Linked DNA regions of Pan troglodytes: region 2 is linked to region 1. Evidence: chromatin contacts called from public HiChIP or PLAC-seq data. All regions are on one chromosome and are shown on one strand. The core of a region is the stretch at or near the end of the contact, and the rest is flanking DNA. Distances in the headings are between cores, read along the strand shown.

What was found. HiChIP or PLAC-seq counts read pairs in DNA pulled down with a chosen protein or histone mark.
Region 2: an H3K4me3 HiChIP or PLAC-seq map of stem cell-derived excitatory neurons shows a contact between it and region 1, with 4 times the contacts expected there. The contact joins two enhancer-like sites.

Annotation. Positions count from the first base shown.
Region 1 is chr1:186,363,407-186,366,106 of NHGRI_mPanTro3-v2.0_pri, forward strand. All of the region lies in intron 2 of RNF220 (ring finger protein 220), which reads right to left. Among named protein-coding and RNA genes, the nearest start is that of ARMH1, 71 kb to the left of the region's middle. Within about 2 kb of position 1,390, at least 1 of the 24 cell types and tissues checked has an H3K27ac peak or open chromatin away from gene starts, as enhancers often do. A contact at or near this core is called in stem cell-derived excitatory neurons, where this site is marked.
Region 2 is chr1:186,548,579-186,551,278 of NHGRI_mPanTro3-v2.0_pri, forward strand. The region is part of intron 2 of RNF220 (ring finger protein 220); the gene reads right to left. Among named protein-coding and RNA genes, the nearest start is that of RNF220, 13 kb to the right of the region's middle. Within about 2 kb of position 1,428, at least 13 of the 24 cell types and tissues checked have an H3K27ac peak or open chromatin away from gene starts, as enhancers often do. A contact at or near this core is called in stem cell-derived excitatory neurons, where this site is marked.

The DNA of each region.
Region 1 (2,700 bases), core at 140-2,639:
TTAGGCTTCACAGACTACATTGAAGGGCCTGATTCTGGAAAATATCCACATGTGGACCTGCACATGCATCCTCTCAAGTGTCTGGACACACACATGCTTGTGCTGGCACTGGCACACACAGGTGCTCACACAGTGTGGGTATTTTTTTGCATTTAGACAAACACCTGAGCACCTATCACTATACCTGCCTATTCTCCCTAGCCTGCCCACACACTTCACTCTCTCTCATGCCTTCCTTGCCATGCAGCCAAAATGCTAAGACTGTACTGTTTAAAGGAAAGTAACTTCAAGTGTGCTTTACCCCCTGCTGGTTCTGACGATGGGCTTATAAAAATGAAGTGGGAACCTCCGCAGCTGTGGGCAATAAATCCTGAGCTGCCAAGGAGGGCAGTGTTACCTGCTTTCTAGGCTGATGGGTGGACCGTGGGGCACTGATTACAAGTGCCTGCAGGGCTGGATGGGCAATGGGCCAGCTGCCTGGCCTCAGGCGCTGCCTGCTAGCACATCCCAGGCCAGCTGCCTCCCTCACACCTGAGGGGTTAAGAGACCCAGAACCCTAGGGAGGGAACAAGGACTACGAGAGCAGCAGAGGGAGGTAGAGGAAGAAAAGGGCTGGGTGGGGAGAGTGAGCAGCCAGCCACGTGCTGCTAAGGCTGAGGGGAGCCCTTGCATCTGGAGATCAATTAGCATCAATTACTGACTTCATTTAATTGTCGTCCAAGATGAATTTGTCATTTTTAGCTGGGAATTAATGGGAGACCTTCACCTCTCCCTGGCAGCAGCGGCGGAGCCAACAACGGTCACCTCAGCCTCCCAGGAGCTCTGAATCCTGCTTGGGTCTGGGGCCAGACTTGGGCAGGCAAATAGTGGGGCTTCTGCTCCCTGGGTGAGCTCTGGCCTGCCCCAGGCCCCGCTGGCCTGGCCCACTGTAGCCCGGGGCCAAGGTGGGGGCAGTGGGTCCTGGGTAGCAGTTCTTTGCAGCCTCTGGCTTCAGCCAGAAATTAATTTGCTGGGCTGAGCATGTTTACCTTTTCCCAGCAAAGGCGAGACAGTAAACAGCGGACCGGCGGCTGAAATTGAATTGATAACTGCATCAACGTGCCAGATAACGCCTAAAATAATACGCCGATAAGGAAATTCGATTTGATTTGCTGCTGCGCATCAGATTGGCCCCATCTGTAGCTGCCTGTAATCATTTTCAATTGCGTTGGGAAACCTTATTTGTCCTTAAATATTTCTGTCATTTTTCATTGCTGGCGACAGATCCTTGGGCAGGTGGCAGGGGTGTGCTGCCTCTATGGGCGCAGGGTGGCGGCCGGAGGAGGAGGAGGAGGGGTGGTGTGGACTCGGAGAGGAGGCAGGGAGCAGGCAGCCGGGCGGTGACAGCTGTTCCTCCAATCAATCACACTGTCGACAGGGAGGGACGACTGGCTGGCAGAAATTGAGTTTGCCTCACAGGGGACGATTGAGCAAATTAATAGCCCATTAGCCAAGCAGTGACCTGAGAAATGAAGGTGCAGGGGTTCCTGCTCACTCAGGCCGGATGGGGTGGGGCAGGGCAGGGGAAGGGTCTGGAGAGGAGAGAACTAAGGAGGAGTGTGGGAAGAAGAGGAATGGATGGATGGATGAGATGAGCGGTATGTGTGTGTGGGGTGGAGTCGGGAGTCAGTGAAGGAGGAGAGACATCAAGTTGGGGAAGGCAGGCTAGAGATGCAGGCAGTTCTGGGAGGGATGCAGTGGACAGAGGGTAGTGGTGGAGGTAGCTCCGACTGATATCTCTCCACTACCTTCCCAGCATGACCTCTGGGACAGAGGACCATGCCAATAAACTCCTCTCCATCCGCAGTCTCTAGATACTCCCTTTACTCTCTCTGCTCACTTTCCCCGGAACCTGGAGATGCTGCCACTCAGTTGCTGTCCTCTCCACTGCAGGCTGTTTATTCTCCCAACTCCATGCTCCTCAGGCCAGGCGGTGGACTCAGTGTCTTCCAGCTCATTGCTTCTCCACCCTCTGGACTCTTTGAGGTCAAGTACCATGCTACAGCCCACCTTGTCAGTTACCTACCATTCTCTACACTCACCCAGGACTTTCACACTTGCCGCTCTCCCCGAAGCCCATCACTGTCCTGACCTCCTCAGCTCCTATTATTTTTTTTCCTGTACTTGACTTCCTCCTGGAGATCCTTGTCATCAACCTAAGTAGAACCCGTGATGGAACTCCTTCTCCCCCAAGCCCTCTCAAAGACTTGTACCCATTAAACTTGCTCCTCCCTCTTCCCTTCTCCCAACTCCCAAGCCACCACGTACTCATGGATGCTAGCCTGGGTCCCTTGTGCACCTTCAACACCATCTTGCCAACACACTCAACTTCTTACTTCCTTTGCCTTCTCCACAACCCAACTATTCTCCTTTTTGTCTCAGACACTCAGGCGGCTAAGCACAGCTGGGGAAAATCACAAAACCATGCAGATATGTGCCAATAAAAATTCACAGTTTCCAATCTCAGCACCACTAAACAATCCTTTTGCATGCTCTTGGTCAGCTCCGTCTCCTCTTTCCCACAGAGACAATTCAATAATATTTTACTATCTTGAGCCGCCTCGCCATCTCCTGTCCCCCTCTCTCTGCTAGGTGGCCTTGCTTCCTCCTTCACTCTGAAATTTAGTCCTTAGGCATGAATTTCCTCAGCTTGTGGATCTA
Region 2 (2,700 bases), core at 178-2,677, 190 kb after region 1:
CTCAAGTATTTATAAAGAGCACGTCCCAACGTGTGCTTTGATATTTATTAACCACATGGATGTGGATGTGGTTAATAAGAGTTAAAAATAAGAAAAACTATTATAAAAATATAACTCCATTAAATATGTTGTCACTCCAAATCTGAATTATTTACAAAGAATACATTTCAATGTGTGCCAATATTTATTAACCAGATGGATGTAGTTAATAAGGGTTAAAAATAAGAAAACCAATATAAAAATATAATTCTATTTTTCAGTTTCCTCTTCCCTGCCTAATGAGGAAAGGGGGTGGGGAGGGACAGCAACTTTTGTTATTTGGATACAATGTGTGTGTGTGTTTTTTTTGTTTTCAAACAAAAAAGGGCCACCAAATAATCAACCTGGGGCCGCTGACCGGAAGGCAGCCCCGGAAAACTTCCCGTGGGAAGAGTTCCAGAAATTGCCCAGACTTTAACGAGCCCCGCTGTGCTGGCTGCGAGCCTCAGAGGCCACCGCGACTCGCCTTGCCCGAATGCCAGCAATCCCGCCGAAGGACGGAGCCCTGGACTTGGGAAACATTCCCCGGAACATTTTTACAGATTTGAAAAGCAGGAAGGGAAAAACATTTCAAGCCGAAAGGAGAAGCCTCAGAGTCCTGGGGGCACCAAGGGGCCAGCAAGGTCCCCAGGCGCTGTACACACGTCCAACCTCCCTCCTCCACGCGCCCTGCTCCCCCAACCTCCTCCCATCCCTCCTTCTCCAGGCAGAACCCTCCCCGCGCAGTGGCCATCCCCACGCCCGCGCTGTGTCCCCCTCACGCCCCGTGCACCCACTAGCGCCTCCCGCGCGCTCCCATGCACCCCGACGTCGCGTGGGCGCCCCCCCTTATCCCTCACCCCGGTTCCCACTCTCTTCTGCTCAGACGGCGTAGAGGAAACCGATCGGGGACTGGGTTCTTAGTGCGACTTGGGGGGCGCAGGGACGTGGAGGGCGAGGCGGGGCAGGGCGGGGGGCGCGACGGGCCCTCGTGTGTGCGGCCGCGGGCTGGGCGCTCCCGGCCCTCGAGGCGGCGCGCGGAGTCCTCCTGCGGCCTCCAAGTGCTGCAGAGCGACGGCGAGATCACCAACATTTCTGAAACCACTTGCAAGCCGCCTCGGTGGCGGAGGCTGGGAGTCCCTTGCAAGTAAGCGAACGGGGCCCACCCCGTGGCCTGGCCTCCCCGGGGCCAGTTCTCGCGCCTCTCCGCGCCCCCTCCCCCAGACGATCAATTACCAGCCACCCTTCTGCCGGCAGCGGCGAGGGGCTGGCGGGCGGCCGCGAGAAAACGGCAGCCCGGATCACTTCTGCATGACAATTGATGGGAGGGAGGGCGCGGGGCGAGGAGGGAGGACGGCTGCGGTGTCCGTTTTCTCACCATGGTGATTAGGCATTCCGGCCGTAAGAGGAGGCAGCCGCCGCACAGAGCGGCGCGGCGTGGAGCGAGGGCAGGGGAAGAGCGGGAGCACAACTACAGCGAGCCCAGCCGCCGGGCGAGCGGCGCGCCGAGCCAAGCCAAGCCAGGCCAGATGGCTCTGCAGCCATCAGGGACTGCTCCCGTCCAGCCTGGCCCCACTTTAGCTGTGCAAACATTTCTTTATCCCAACAAGACAATTAAACCCAGCAGCATGAAAAAGAGTCTCCATGGCTGTGTTGGGAGTGAATAACCAGAAACAACCACACACATCACAGGAGTTCTTGCCCCCGGGGAGTAGGGGAGAACCCGGGAGCAGCTGAGGGAGAGTCAGGCTAGGTCTGGGCAGTCAGGACAGAGGGAAGCATCTGACCCAGGTCTTCTGGCGATTTGCTGACCCTTTCCCAGTGGTCATCTGTCCCAGCTGCAACCCAGAGGTGCAGCCTGGCCACCTGGCATGCCCCAAACATTCTCCCTAGCAAGAACAACTCTCCTAAAAGCCCAGTGTAGAGTCCCTGCCCACCCCAGTCCCAGAGCCCTTGGAAAGTATCCCCCGTCACCCCAGCCCTCCCCATTCCAGGCTGCCTTTGGCCTAGGTGGGCTCAGCTGATTTGATTGTTAGAACACAGGGTCTTCAATGATACATGCCTTTATATAAAGACACAGAGTACAAAATACCATCTCCTACTCAGGGCTTTTGGGACCCAAGAATGGCTGTTCAAGTACATCAAAGATGAGAGCAAAGCAGAACATCCAGGAGCTGCTGTGAGCCATCAGGTTTCCTGCCTACCTGTGACTCTGCCCGACCACAGTGAAGGTCAAGGAAAGAGGGCAAAGCCAAGCCACTTATGGTCAGTCCCAGGGTCCATCCCTGGGGTAAGCCAGAAGACAGGGCCAGTCGCCGCTCCACGCGGGCAGTTCTGGGCCCTCTCAGTCCTGTGGTGAGCATGTATACTTCGCCAACTCCAATCTGGGCTGAGTGGATAGGCTGGCAGGCTGGCCAAAGACTGTCTCACACAGGCAGGAATCTGGGCACAGGGGCAGCCTGAAGAGGACCATCAGGAAATGCACATGACAGGAGCCAGAGTGCTAAGGGGGTAATAAATGTACAGATTCTAACACAAGACAGCAGACAATACTTATCTTCCCTTTTGTTGTGAAGTTTCCTTAATGAGGAAATGTTTATTTTAAAGGCCCTGGGAAACATGGCTGTAGACATTTCATATGTAAAGCACACGTGAACTATTTGTAATTGGTCCATAAATTTT